Regions from separate parts of the Mus musculus genome. Here regions 1 and 2 are each linked to region 3. A link is a contact called in public HiChIP or PLAC-seq and Micro-C data. All regions are on one chromosome and are shown on one strand. The core of a region is the stretch at or near the end of the contact, and the rest is flanking DNA. Distances in the headings are between cores, read along the strand shown. Region 1 overlaps Gm33444 (a long non-coding RNA gene). Region 2 holds the start of Sptlc2 (serine palmitoyltransferase, long chain base subunit 2). Region 3 holds the start of Samd15 (sterile alpha motif domain containing 15).

The links. A called contact is a pair of places that touch in the nucleus more often than the background predicts. HiChIP or PLAC-seq counts read pairs in DNA pulled down with a chosen protein or histone mark.
Region 1: a contact with region 3 is called in a Micro-C map of embryonic stem cells, with 2.5 times the contacts expected there. The contact joins the enhancer-like site here to the promoter of Samd15 in region 3. A contact is called at or near these places in 5 of 39 promoter capture datasets (the HPC-7 cell line, cranial neural crest, embryonic stem cells and 2 more), 4 of 484 Hi-C or Micro-C datasets (CD4 T cells, embryonic stem cells and natural killer cells), 3 of 115 datasets of contacts at active chromatin or transcription factors (bone marrow-derived macrophages and embryonic stem cells) and 2 of 9 other capture datasets (adipose tissue and liver).
Region 2: an H3K4me3 HiChIP or PLAC-seq map of embryonic stem cells shows a contact between it and region 3, with 20 read pairs. The contact joins the promoter of Sptlc2 here to the promoter of Samd15 in region 3. A contact is called at or near these places in 4 of 39 promoter capture datasets (the HPC-7 cell line, hippocampal neurons, neural stem cells and 1 more), 10 of 484 Hi-C or Micro-C datasets (CD4 T cells, CD8 T cells, LSK cells and 5 more), 11 of 115 datasets of contacts at active chromatin or transcription factors (the SCID.adh cell line, bone marrow-derived macrophages, effector CD8 T cells and 3 more) and 4 of 9 other capture datasets (adipose tissue, embryonic stem cells, liver and 1 more).

What each region holds. Positions count from the first base shown.
Region 1 is chr12:87,405,886-87,410,208 of GRCm38.p6, forward strand. It overlaps Gm33444 (a long non-coding RNA gene), which reads left to right. Exons shown (of 3, transcript XR_381803.4): 2 at 2,245-2,482; 3 at 3,122-4,323. Among named protein-coding and RNA genes, the nearest start is that of Sptlc2, 20 kb to the left of the region's middle. Within about 2 kb of position 2,541, at least 155 of the 459 cell types and tissues checked have an H3K27ac peak or open chromatin away from gene starts, as enhancers often do. A contact at or near this core is called in the HPC-7 cell line, adipose tissue, bone marrow-derived macrophages and 2 more, where this site is marked.
Region 2 is chr12:87,385,791-87,390,150 of GRCm38.p6, forward strand. It overlaps Sptlc2 (serine palmitoyltransferase, long chain base subunit 2), which reads right to left and starts at 2,565. Exons shown (of 12, transcript NM_011479.4): 1 at 2,256-2,565. The coding sequence starts at 2,381. It overlaps Gm33444 (a long non-coding RNA gene), which reads left to right. Exons shown (of 3, transcript XR_381803.4): 1 at 1-1,888.
Region 3 is chr12:87,198,497-87,202,793 of GRCm38.p6, forward strand. Samd15 (sterile alpha motif domain containing 15) reads left to right here and starts at 2,012. Exons shown (of 4, transcript NM_001290288.2): 1 at 2,012-3,540. The coding sequence starts at 2,047. Tmed8 (transmembrane p24 trafficking protein 8) reads right to left here and starts at 1,733. Exons shown (of 6, transcript NM_001033475.3): 1 at 1,590-1,733. The coding sequence starts at 1,707.

The DNA.
Region 1 (4,323 bases), core at 1,291-3,790, 210 kb after region 3:
TCTGGCCTCACCTCTACTTGTCTCTGAGGATTGCATCAGTCCTCAGCTCTCTCTGCAGACTCAACATTCCACAGGGAGAGCCGGGTCTGGCTTTCCTGTATCCTAGGTGACTAGGCCTATAACTACTAATGGAGCCTCATTTCAAAGCCCAGAAGAGAGAATGTGTGGATTTGGCTTTGAGTCATCTACACCCAGGCCCAGTGAACAAGGCCATGGGACTGAAGGCACATGCTTAAATTCGACTGTGAAAGACCTACCCCAGGAGAGTATAGAAGATTTTAATCTTATTTATTTAATTTTTTTGCAATATGGTCTTGTTATGGGCAATATAATAATATGGGTATAATTATTTGTTTGTTTATTTGTTTGTTTTTGAGACAGGGTTTCTCTGTTTAGTCCCAGCTGTTCTGGAACTCATTCTATAGACAAAGCTGGCCTTGAACTCACAGAAATCTGCCTGCCTCTGCCTCCAGGATTGGGATAAAAGGCATATGTCACCACATCTAGTCCTGGAACCAACTCTATACACCAGGCTGGCTTCTAGGCCCAGGAATTTCTTAGGAAAAAGCAGGCATAGGTTCTGGAGTGTCCACTGTTTTATATTGAAACAGAAAGAGTATATGCACTAGGAGAGGTAAAGTAGGAAGGGGTAGGAGAAAGACTCCAGTGGTGGAATGGCTGAATCCAGTATAAACCAACTCAGATGGGAAATTCCTCTGTTTCTTCCTCTCTTAAAAAAAAAAAAAAAAAAAAAAAAAAAAAACAACAACAAAACCAAAAAAAAACAGGTTGACCTCAAACTCTGCCTCCTGCCTCAACCTTCAAAGGTCTAGGATTAAAGACCCTAGTCACACTACAAGTTTGCTCTAATGCAGTGGATCTCAACCGTCCCAAAGCTGTGACCCTTTAATACACTTCCTCCTGGGGCTGGAGAGATGGCTCACCAGTTAAAAGCACCGACTGCTTTTCCAGAGGTCCTGAATTCAATTCCCAGCAACCACATGGTGGCTCACAACCATCTGTAATGGGATCCAATGCACTCTTCTGGTGTGTGTCTGAGGACAGCTACAGTGTATAAATAAAAATAAATGCTTAAAAAAAAAAAAAAAAACCAGTTCCTCCTGTAGTGGTGACCCCCCAACTGTAGTTATTTTTGTTGCTACATCATAACTGTAATTTTGCTACTATTGTGAAACAGAATGTAAGTATGTGTATTTTCCATGGTCTTAGGTGACCCCTGTGATAGGGTCATTTGACCTCTTAAGGGGTCACAACCCACAAGTTGTGACAATTAAGGGGACAATTTCAGTCCCTTTTGAAACAGAATCTCATTGTAGTTCAGGCTGCTGGATATCACTATGTAGTCAGGGATGACCCCTGAACTTCTGATCCTCCTGCCGTGTGTGTGTGTGTGTGTGTGTGTGTGTGTGTGTGTGTGTGTGTGTGCGCGCGCGCGTGCGTGGACGCACGCGCCACACTCATGCATAGGCTAAGAGGTCCTCTACCGGATAGGCTTCATTTCTAGGTTCTTTGGGGTGTTTTGTTTTGTTTTGTTTCTCGAGACAGGGTTTCTCTGTGTAGTCCTGGCTGTCCTGGAACTCACTCTGTAGACCAGGCTAGCCTCGAACTCAGAAATCTGCCTGCCTCTGCCTCTCAAGTGCTAGGATTATAGGCGTGCGCCACCACTGCCTGACCCATTTCCAGGTTCTTAAGGATTTGACTGAGGAATAAGGAAGAACAATGATAAAAGAGGAAGGAAGGGAATAGGTCTAGACTAGAAAACATTGTCACCAGGAAACCGAGGACAAGGTCTTTCCACCCCCAATGGTTCTCTGCTCCCCACAGAGGGTGAAAATTAGGTCAGCTAGTTATTTTAGGCTTCCATCGCAAAGGGACTGCCTGTTTTACGCGTTCCTAGGCACTTAATGGCGACAACCTTTCTCTCTAGAAAGTTCACTGAAACAGATTTGGGTTAGCCTTGACAGCGGTTCTTGCAGAGACCAGAGAAGAGGGTGGCAGAATCCTCCCGTGACCCTTTGAAAGGGGACCGGCAGGGGGACCAGGGGAGAAGGGCACCATCTCCAGCACGGCTCAGGGGCCTCTGCATGTGAAACAGGAGGAGGATAGAGGATGCACATGAGGAAGGAAATCATCAGGGACGCCAGATCTCAGTGCAGCAGGCGTGGTTTCTGGGAACAGAGACTGGCTGGCAACCCTCCCTCCTCCTCCTTTGCATTCTTGTAGATTGACGTCGCAGCCTCTCTGGAGAAAGAGCCACCGCACGGGAAACACTTCAGCCACAGGTTGAGGACCCGCAGTGCACACGCACAAATGCACGGACGCTAAGAGGATCATGCAAGAGGAAGGAACTTGTGCACTTCTGTTGTGCCTTTATTCCACGGAATTGTTACCGATGGATTCGTTTTTATGCTGGAAAGAACAAGGAAGGACAATGTTCCAACTGCTGGACCTGTTAGGGACAGTGAGTGCCTAGCCCTTTACCGGAATGGCCTGTTGACCTTTGTTCTGGAGTTCTGAGCACTTCCTTTGGATGAGAGATCAGGTCAAACACTAGGGTCAACGTTGGGTGTGTAAGAGGGAGGAGGGAAGGGAAGAGGAGTTCCAAATCCTTTGGAAAAAGCTCAGACACCAAAGACAAGATCAGGGCTCGCCTTGGGAGGCGTGGAAGAAAGGACAGGCTTCATGTAAGGAATTCTGTGGAATTACAAAACCAAGAACACTGTGACTTATGAAGAGTTCCATACTTTCTAGTCACTGCTCTGAGCATTGTGGAGGACTATAATCATATCTCTAGGCCACATCCCAAGAGACCATAGTGTTGCCAGAGAGCACCCATCTACCTTGTGAATTATGAGAACACTGGAAGTTACACTGTCACCTTCTCTCCAGCCTCTGTCCTTTCTCCTATTTTATTGGTTCACACCTAAGGCAAAAACTCTTTGCTCTGTTGGATGGCTTTTTGGGATTGTCCCCATTCTGCAGATGAGAAAAATGAGGCATGGGGAAACTAATACAATACCGTTGGCAAATGGATGCAATCAAGCTTCAAATGTGGGCCAGTATAATTGTTTTTTATTTTTTTATTTTATTTTTTTTGCAGTGCTGACATCTTATACCAACCAAGTGCTACCCACTGAGATGCATTCGCAGCGCTGATTTAGAATTCAATCTTAGGTATCACATTGTATTTCCCATGACTATAATTAAATGGAGGACAGCTCATGGAATGCCTGCAAGAATGATAAGTGGTCCTGTTGCTAAAACTTCTTCCCAGAAGGAGAAAGAACATATGCCCCTTCTAAGGCTCCAAAGAAAAACTGGGGAACCAGCAAGTCTATTGTGCTTCAGGGATGACGAGTCACTTACAGGGTGTGGTTGCTGCTCTGGGCAACAGGCTGTACCTGGAAAGGCTTTATCCAGCAAGGATGAGCCCCGCCCCCTATACTCTAGCCCCTCCCAGAAGCTGTGTACAATTAAGGCGTGGTTGCATATAACAAGTGCTAGGGAACAACTGAATACTCAAGATGGGGGCCTTGGTGACCATCCCCAGGCCCCCTGTGTCAACAACCCCAGCTGGGATGGGTGATCCTTGTGCAAAGGGGCACCGGCTGGAGTTTCCCCATGATGGCAGTGGCTCTGCTTAGAGGGCAGTCAGTCACAACAGGTCCAACCAAGAAAAAGGATATCAGTACAAAAACTACTCCAAACAGAGCGAGGTTAATGCCAGGAATTGTTGATAGAAGAGCTGAGAAGTCCACAGGAAGTAGTAAGTCAGGGTGAAACAGCGGGGTGCTACCAGGACCTGAAGTGCAGAGAGCTTAGCCTTTCTGGGATGCAGTAATAAAATAAATAAACACAAATGGAAGGGCTCAGGCACTGGCACTTAACTTGTTTTTTTCTTTTGTTTTTCTTTTTTTGGTTTTTTCGAGACAGGGTTTCTCTGTGTAGCCCTGGCTGTCTTGGAACTCACTTTGTAGACCAGACTGGCCTCGAACTCAGAAACCCGCCTGCCTCTGCTTCCCAAGTGCTGGGATTAAAGGCGTGTGCCATCATGCCCGGCGCACTGGCAACTTCTTACTCACAGCTCTGTAGGCTAGAAACCCAAGACCAAGGGCCTGGTAAGGTTTTATTCTGAAGTCTTCCCTTGGCTTATGGGCAGCTCCATTGCATTTCGTGACTTCTCTCTGTGTGGACCACCACAGAAATCACCAATAAGCTCTCTGCTATCTCTCGTTTTTACATTTAAAAAGACATTTCTTTTACGTTCTGTTTTTTCATGACAGAATACCATGCAGTCCAAGT
Region 2 (4,360 bases), core at 1,315-3,814, 190 kb after region 3:
TAGTAGTACAGCCCTTAGGATATTCTATCACAGCTAGTCACAGATTTTTATATTTCATTTTAGTAACTTGGTATTTCATCTTAATAGTTGCCAACCTCTGAAGAAATACCATGCTTACAAATGATAATTGCTGGGATTCCAGGAGGTCAGAACTTGACTTACTATTTACTCAAAATATAACTCCTAGTGGCTTATGTTAGAAAGCACCTCTAACACATGCCCAGCTTTGTCTGGACTTCCTTTTTCCTCACAAAAGTCCTAACTCACCCATTCATCAGTTCTCTTCTAGCTCCAGTTACTCAACCTCCCAGATACATTCTATACCTCCACAACGTTGCTCATTAGCCATTTTACACTTCTAGGGAAAACAGCACATTCTTTCATGGCTCATAACAGACTGACTCCTCCCCACATCCCCGTTTTTTGGAGGCAGGGTCCCTCATCGCCCTGCTGTCCTAGAACCCACTATGCAGACCAGGCCAGCCTGAGCTCAGAGATATACCTGCCTGAGGGCTGGGATTACAAACAAGTCATATCAAACTCAGACTGCAAACTGACTCCTAACACACCTCCTCTCACACAATTCTTTTTGAAAGCAATCTTTTGACTCTTAAACACCTTACACACTCAAGGGAGGCCAAGTCTTTTCTGTGCACTCCCACTCCTAACCCTCAACTCTCCCCCAGGGTCATAAGACTTGAAGATAACCCTTTCATACCACAGGATTAACACATCTATCAGAGTTACTGATTCAGGTAGGGGACAGGTTGCTATTGCTTAGTATCTATGTTGAAGATGAAATAGGGTCACTGACCTATCAAAACTACACCAATCACACTCCTGCTAAGGGGAACGAGCAACTTTTAAAACCATTCTTCCCGATATTTGCATAATTGGTTTAAAAAATACTGCCAGGAGCCAGGGGGTAGAGTAGCACATGCCTTGAATCCTAGCACTTGGGAGGCAGAGGCAGGTCTGTGAGTTCGAGGCCAGCCTGGTCAACACAGTGAGTTCCAGGACAGCCAGGGCTACACAGAGAAACCCTGTCTCAGAAAATAAATAAATAAATAAAACTGTCAGGAAAGCCAGGTGTTGGGGTCTTAGTTGCTCTTGGGAGGCAAAGGCAGATCTCTTTTAAGTTGGAAGTCAGGCTTAGTCTACAAAGCAGAACAGCCTGAGAGGGCTGTTACTCAGAGAAACCATGTCTGGAAACAAGCAAAATACTGCTAGGAATTCAGAATTCTGTAAGATAGTTTAGAAGTTCATGGATATGGTTGATGATTCAACTTCAGTTAATTAATACAAGGACTCATGACAACTTACCACTGGATTAAGCAACGCCCTCCACGATAGCTCTATTGCGCCGTGAAGGGGCCACCTAAAATCCTATCTGGATGGTGGGATGGGGGTCTCACCAATCGCACAACGGGACAATTTTCAAGACAAGACCCCCGAGGAGGTTCCCTGCCAAGGTTTTCCCCATAAAGGAAGTCCAGAACGTGATAGGAAGAGGCTGTCCGGTTGTGCTTCCACAACTGCACTGCCTAACTTTCTCAGAGCGTCAGCTTCCTTTTGGGGCTGCAAGACTCTACAGGAAGCATGTACTCGAGGGGACCCGGGCAGGAACCCGAGAAAGTATCGCCGGACTTCGAGGGAAAGATTTCCTCTGCTTCCCACTAGGAGCGGCCTGCACTTTTTTTTTTTTTTTTTTGCGTGATCCACATGGTTAAGAACCAGAGACTTGCAGAGGAAGCCCAGCCTCCAGGGCCCTTCAGAACAGCAAATGCTGAGGAGCCGGGCAGACCTCAGGAGTCCCGCGTGGCTGAGGAGCCCCGGGAGGCTGGAGAGCCAGGCAGAACTAGGGGACACCGCACACCTAAGAAACCAGGTAAACCTTGGGACCCCCGCAGGGCAGAGAACCACAGCTCATCGCTGCGGAGCCGGGTAGTACTGGGAAGGCTCGAATAACTGGAGAAGCGGGCAGAACCGAGGAGCCCCTCACGGTGAGGGAGCCCCACATAGTTGTAGAGTCCCGCGCTGCCCTTGAGTCTCCCTCCCGCTCAGGGGGGAGGCCCAGCCAGCGCCGGCTCCCCGTCGCTCAGCACACCTGAGCCGCGCCCAGCCGCCAGCCGGCCACTGACCGGCCCGCGCGGCTGCCCGTCCTCCCCGGCCCGGCCCGGCCCAGCCCGGGCATCGGCTCGCGGGGGTCCCGGCCCACCGCCCCGATCTCGCCCAGCCTCTCGATCCCATCGTACCTGGCCGGCAGCCGCGACGGTGGCGGTGCTGCTCCTCAAGTACCCGTTCCTCACTTCCCCGTTCTTGACGCAGCCGTTCGCCCGCATCGGGCGGCGGCAGCAGCAGCCTCCGGGCTCCGGCCGCATCCTCCCGGCAGCACCCGGCAGCAGGACAGGCTCTGGAGGTGGCGGCGGAGCCAACTCCCGCTCCGCACCGCACCCACCTCTCCGAAACCGGAAATGGCTGCAGCGCCGCTGCCAATTCCCGGTCCGGCCGTCACGCGAGGGCGGGGCCACCCGAGAAGACGGGGCTCGCCGAAGCCCGGCAGCCGGAGGGAACATGGGGCGGGGTCTATCGGCTATTGACCAATCCAAAGGCGAGAGGGGCGGATCTCATGCTGATTCTGGCGAATTAAGAGCAAGGGAAAAGCGGCTTGCAGACATCAAGGGGACTTCTTCAGAGGAACTCGAGAACTGAGCAATTGATTGGAGCCCTAGCCAGGTCGTAGGTGGAGCTTTGCCGCCTACTGGTCCAGGTTGAGAAGGAGGCGGAGCCCGGAAAGGAACAGCCAATTAGAGTGTGGAGAAAGAAACAGGGGCTGAGCCTATTTCCAGAGCCTGTTCCCGGTTCTCTAGCACTGGTGGTGGTTGCCCTCTGTGCCCTTCCTCCCGAGAGGTTCTCAGGTTGAATCCGAGCCCAAGACAGGCAGCTCCTTTATTTCATTAGCAAATTCCTCTGTGGGTGTTAATAGAATAGCCTTTTTGACAGTCTCTCACTGTTCTTCATTGTGAACTACGCGAACGCCTCGCGCGCACATCACTTGTTTCTATCCGGGTTTTCCTAGGGCAATTTCCTTTGAAGACTTTCCTTGAAAGTCAGGAGACTTGATCTGTTTCCAGATCTTGTGATAACTGAAACTGAAACTTGAGGAATTAACTCCTTTAGGAGCCAAGTTCTTTTAAAATTCTTCCTGCTTCATGGACTCATTTGCCAGAATTACATTAGTAAAGCGCTGGACACCTATCACAATACCTAATCCAAATCAGTAGCAAAAGAAATTGATCTACATTTCAGCATTACAAAGACCTTTAGTTACCCATAAAAAAAAAAATCAATGTCATAATTAAGAGTATGACTCAGTCTAGGTTTGAATCCTGGCTGCCTCACCTACTAGCTGAGTGACCTCTATGTTCCTCTGCTCAGGGGGATAATAACAGTTGCCATAAGAGAATCTAATGAGTTAATGCCTGTAATGTATTTTGCTTAGGACCTGGCAATTAGTAAGTATTCATTAAGTGCTGGTTATTATTAATTGCCGAATGCATCTGTGTGAATCCCTGTGTCACACAACCCCTTCTCCCCTGGAGCTTTAGAACTGCGTTGGCAAGGTTATTTGTTTTGCTTGATTTAGAAGAGGTACTCTTAACAGCAAGTGGAGCAAGGACAAAACTTTCAAGTCACAAACCCTTTGATCTCAAAAGTGAACACGAGAATCAAAAAGAACTCTATGGGGCCTGGAGAGATGGCTCAGCAGTGAAGTACTGGACACTGCTTGTCCAGAGTACCTGGATTTGGTTCTAGCACCCACATGGTGGCTCACAGCTATCTATAACTCCAGTGCCAGAGGAATCAAAGCCTTATTCTGATTTCCCAGGGCACCAGACACAAACTTGGTGCACATACATACATGCAGACAAGACACTCACAGACATAAATTAAAATCTCCTTTTTAAAAGTTTTTTTTTTAAAAAAAAAAAAAAGCTCTGTATGCCTTTAAGCTAAGCATAGTAATGCATTGATACAGTCTCAGCACTCCTGAGGTAGAGGCAGGAGTGTAGATGTTCAAGATAATCTTTGTATATATAACCTGTCCAAGCTAGCCTGGGATATAGGAGTCCCTGTCTTAAACATGATGGGGTGGGGATAAGTAACTCAATCAGTGAAATACTACCAGGAAAACAAGAGGAGTTAAGTCCAGATTTTGAGCATCTAGTTAAAATCCCCATGCTTAGGACACAGAGATGAAAGGGTTCCTAGAGTTCTCTGGCCAGCTGGTCTAACTGAATTGGTGAGTTCCAATGTCAGGCAAAGACCCTGTCTCAAAAATAAGGTAGAGATGATGGGT
Region 3 (4,297 bases), core at 762-3,261:
ACCCAACAAACATTTGAAACACAAGGTGTTAAGAGCACTCCAGGAATATGTTAGAAAATAGATCTGATATAAAGCAAAGACACTCGGGTATGTTCACCACAAAGTGAGAAAATGAAAGACAAGTTAATGTGTATGTAATTTATAATTATTGGCACATATAAGGGACAGGTGCTTATAAAACATATACCTGTATAAGGGCTTATATGTTTAATCTTTATAATCTTTCAGAAAGTACACTTAATTTTTTTCCCCTTTTCTTTCTTGGTAGCACTAGGGACTAACCCAGGGCCTCGAAAATGAACTCTACCGCTTAACTACATCCCACCCTAATTAGAATTTTTATTACCATAATATCAAATATATGTTAGCATTGTTTACCACAGAGCACAAAAAAAAAACCCTTAAAAATAGAAAAGACAAAATGTATTAGGATGTTTTCAATAAAAATATTGTCCGTGATTCACAGCTGGGGGGGGAGGGGTGCTCGTGCAGCACCACACACCAGGGGCATGGAGAAAAGCCACTATGTTGAAAGATAGCAACCAGGAATACCTTTTCTAGTAATTTAGTTGTACTAAATCAGACTTTAATCTCCTCCAATTGCTTTGTACAGCGGGCATCTTGGGTTGCACATCAAGTACTTTAGTCACAGTGGCTCACGATCCTCCCACCGATGCTGTAAGGCACAGGTACTTTTAGAACCCACATCTTATACAAGAGGAAACTCAGACATGTTTAGAGAAGTTTAACCAATTGTCCAAGGGCACTAAAAGTGAGGATTCACATTCCAACTAAGCATCAGGAATCCACAGCAGTACCTCAGTCACTGTGACAGCTACTTTGAGATCTCGATAAAACCAATCACTTGCACTTAGTGTGACCAGATCTCTCCCCTCTAAAGTATCCTTTTAGTCGCACGCCCCTGTGATGGTCACAAGGCTGAAAGGTAACAGCGCGATAGACTGTGCCTATAGCTTTTGGACACTTAAGTAAAATCACACGAAGGAACTTGTGTGGTCTGAAATGGAGACACCGGCCCAAGCAAGAGGAGGGGTGGATCTCGGAGAACGAGAGACATCACCAAAATTTCTACTGCAGCCTCTAGTTCCTGCCTTTGCTTTCACTATCAGGCTCCTTCGAGACCTCAAAGCCTCCTTATTCTGGCTGCTTTCCATCTCTCCCACTCTCAAGGATGCAAGGGACGGAGGTTGGGCGCGGGGGCCTACGCTAGGGCAAAGCGGGGTTCTGAGAGGAAGGCGGGCGCCCCAGCAGACGCCGGCAGGAGCGCGCGGAAAGGCAGGTGGGGTCGCGCGGAGAGCCAAAGACAGGGGCAGGGGTGAGAGCGGCGGGAATGGAGGTGGGATGCGGACCCCGACTGAAGCCAAAGAGGCGCGGCGGAAGGAGCCGGACTGCCAAGCCGGGTGCTCCGAGAAAGGGAGCGGGACTGGAACCAGGGCATTTCCAAACCGCGTAGAAAACGACCTCGAGCGCAGCCGCGGGCCCCGTGACGGTGGGGACCCCGGTCGCCCGAGGTGCGCGGCCCCGAGCCCAGAGGCACCCACCCTTGCAGCGCCCGGGGCCTTGCGTACCTGAGGCGGCCGCCTGGCTCTCCTCCACTCCCCGTCGGTCCCCGACGCCGCCCGCCGACCCTCGGCGAGCTGCGGGGCTCCAGAAGGCCGGCCCCTCAGCTGCCTGCCGGTCCGACATCTGCAGCCCGCGCCGGGAGCGGCTCCGCAGCCAGCGGCTTGCGGCTCCGGAAACAGCCGAAGGCGAAGCGAGCGCGGCAGAGGAGAGCCGAGCGGAGCCGAAGCGAGCCACGGGCCGGAAGGAGCGGCTGGGCGGCAGAGGGTAGCGCTGGCCTGACACGTGAGAGGGGCGGGGGGGGGGGGGGGCGTGCTTTTTCGGTCGCCGGTTTTTACAGTCCGCACTTGGAAGGATCGACAAAATCTCGGGAAGAGTCTGGAAAACCCCGCCGGAAATCGTGGTATCCATAGAGACGCTGTCGGAAGTTGAGGTTGCTAGGAGGCCTTGGGCGCATCGACTGACATGTCTGAAGTCTCAGGAGATTATAATTCTGACTCCGATGAGAGTCTGAGTCTGCAGCCTAAAAGAACCAAATCTGGTAAATTACATAATGCTAACGCAGACACCTTGTTTGAGGTAAGCTCTAAGCTGTCCCCAAATACTGACCGAGACCCAGGAAATGTAGGAAATGTGCCACTAGAGCCAACCAGGACACGCAAGGGGGATTTGGTGCCCGTAGGTAAAAATCATGAGGTGCCAGACCTACAACGACAGGACGTTTCAGTAGGTGTGTTCAAAGGACCACCTACAAGAACAGGTACACAGCTACCAACAAAAATAGATCCAGAGCAGAAGACACCAGATATTCGAAGTGAAAAACTAAGAAAATCAGTTGAAGAGGAAGCTCTACCTCCATCCAAGATGACCAAATCGGAAAAGAAACAAAAAGAGTCAATTAAAGAAAAAAGTACAGAGCCATATGAGGTAACTAAACCTAAGTTCCCAGACCGGAAGCTAAGGAAGTCTACTGAGGAAGCAGATCTCAAACCTCACTTCAAGTCCACAGAGCAGTCAGGCACAGAGCAACCTGAGCAGACTAAGTTCCCAGACAAAAAACTAAGACAGTCAACTAAAAAGAAAGTCTCAGGGCCACTGGAGGATTTTGAAGAAGAATCAAGAAGACCCATTGATGAAGCAAGTCTAGAACTCTCACAAAAGAGACCATTAAAGGCTTCAAAGAAAGCACAAAAAAGCTCTTTTGATGAAAAATTTCCAGAGATGCTAGAACAGATTACTGTAGAACTACTAGATGACCAAGAGGAGACACAAGAAGAGTCCATTAAGGAGAAAGTTCCAGAACCATTAGGGGACCGGAAACCATCAGCTCAAAAGCACAAGCTGAGAAAATCAAGTGAAAGGTCTAAATTAAAGGACACATTAATAGAGCCAAGTAAGGACAAGGACCCGGGGCTACAAACACAGACTGAATTTCCAAAGGAGAAACTAATAAAGACAACGGAGAAAACGGGTGACAAGCCACAGCAGATAACTGATCCAGACATTCAAGAGAAGTCGCAGCCAGAACCAACCGAGAAAAATCTAGAGTTACCAAATAAACCCAAGCCAGAAGAGGAGAGAGACCTCCCCAAGGAAGACAAACCAGAATCAAGCAAACCTAATTATCCTGCAGGCAAAGATAAGCTAGCATTACCAGCCAAGATTAAAACTGAGTTTATAGTAGGATCTCCTAGAGAAAGCGTAGAGTCCTTCAGTACATTGTACGAAACCCAGGAGTTCCTCAAAGACCTTCAGACTGACATGAACGAACTGTTCCCAATCGTTGATGCTTCAGAGTCTCAGACAGAACTGAGGGATTCTACAGTGTTACCCCAGGAGGTGGAGCTACTAGGACGTAAAGAAACCAAGCCAAGTCTTACCCCAGAGTTTGAGCATCTTACCTGGAGCCCAGAAAGGGTTGCAGAGTGGATTAGTGATCTAGGCTTCCCTCAATACAAGGTATATACAAAAGCAATGGTTTTGAAGTTACATGCTCTAATCCCATTTTTCTCTATGACTGACAAGTTCTCTTGCCTCTAACAGAGAAGTCCTGCACTGTGGGGGAAGTCAGTTTTGATTGTGTGTCTTTTCCTGTCTTGTGTGTGTGATAGTGAAGATTGGACCTCCTGCATTAGCACATGTCAAACACATGTTCAGCCTATAACTGAGATATATAGATATAAGTAAACAGTATTTTAGAAGAAAAAGTTTTATTTGATTTTCCTATTCATCCCAATTATTATAATTCTCTTTGTTCCTTGTATAGAGGTTTAAAAATGTATAGAGTCCCCTTTGCATATAAATCTATAGTTTTAATATATTTTGTTCAAAATTAGGTCTTTCTGTTAAGATGTCTCATTGGCAATGCCCTCACCCTGAATTTATACTCTTTTTAGTTGTCTGCCCAAATATGTCATATGTGTTATAAACACTTAAAAGTATTAATGCATATTAGCTATCCACCCAAATTGGTTTTATCAACAACAACAACAACAAGTGTGCTCTTCTGAATTTATTGATGCTGACTACAGCATTAGGTTGTCACAAAACAGGATCTGAAACCTTTTGTACCTTCTGTATTTTAAAATGTCTTTGTAATGCTATCACTCAGGAGACAGATTCAGGCAGGTCATCAGGGATTGGAGGCCAGCCTGGGTTATAAACTGAGTTCCAGCTCAGCTGGAACAAAGAGTGATAGCTTTTCTCTACCCTGCCT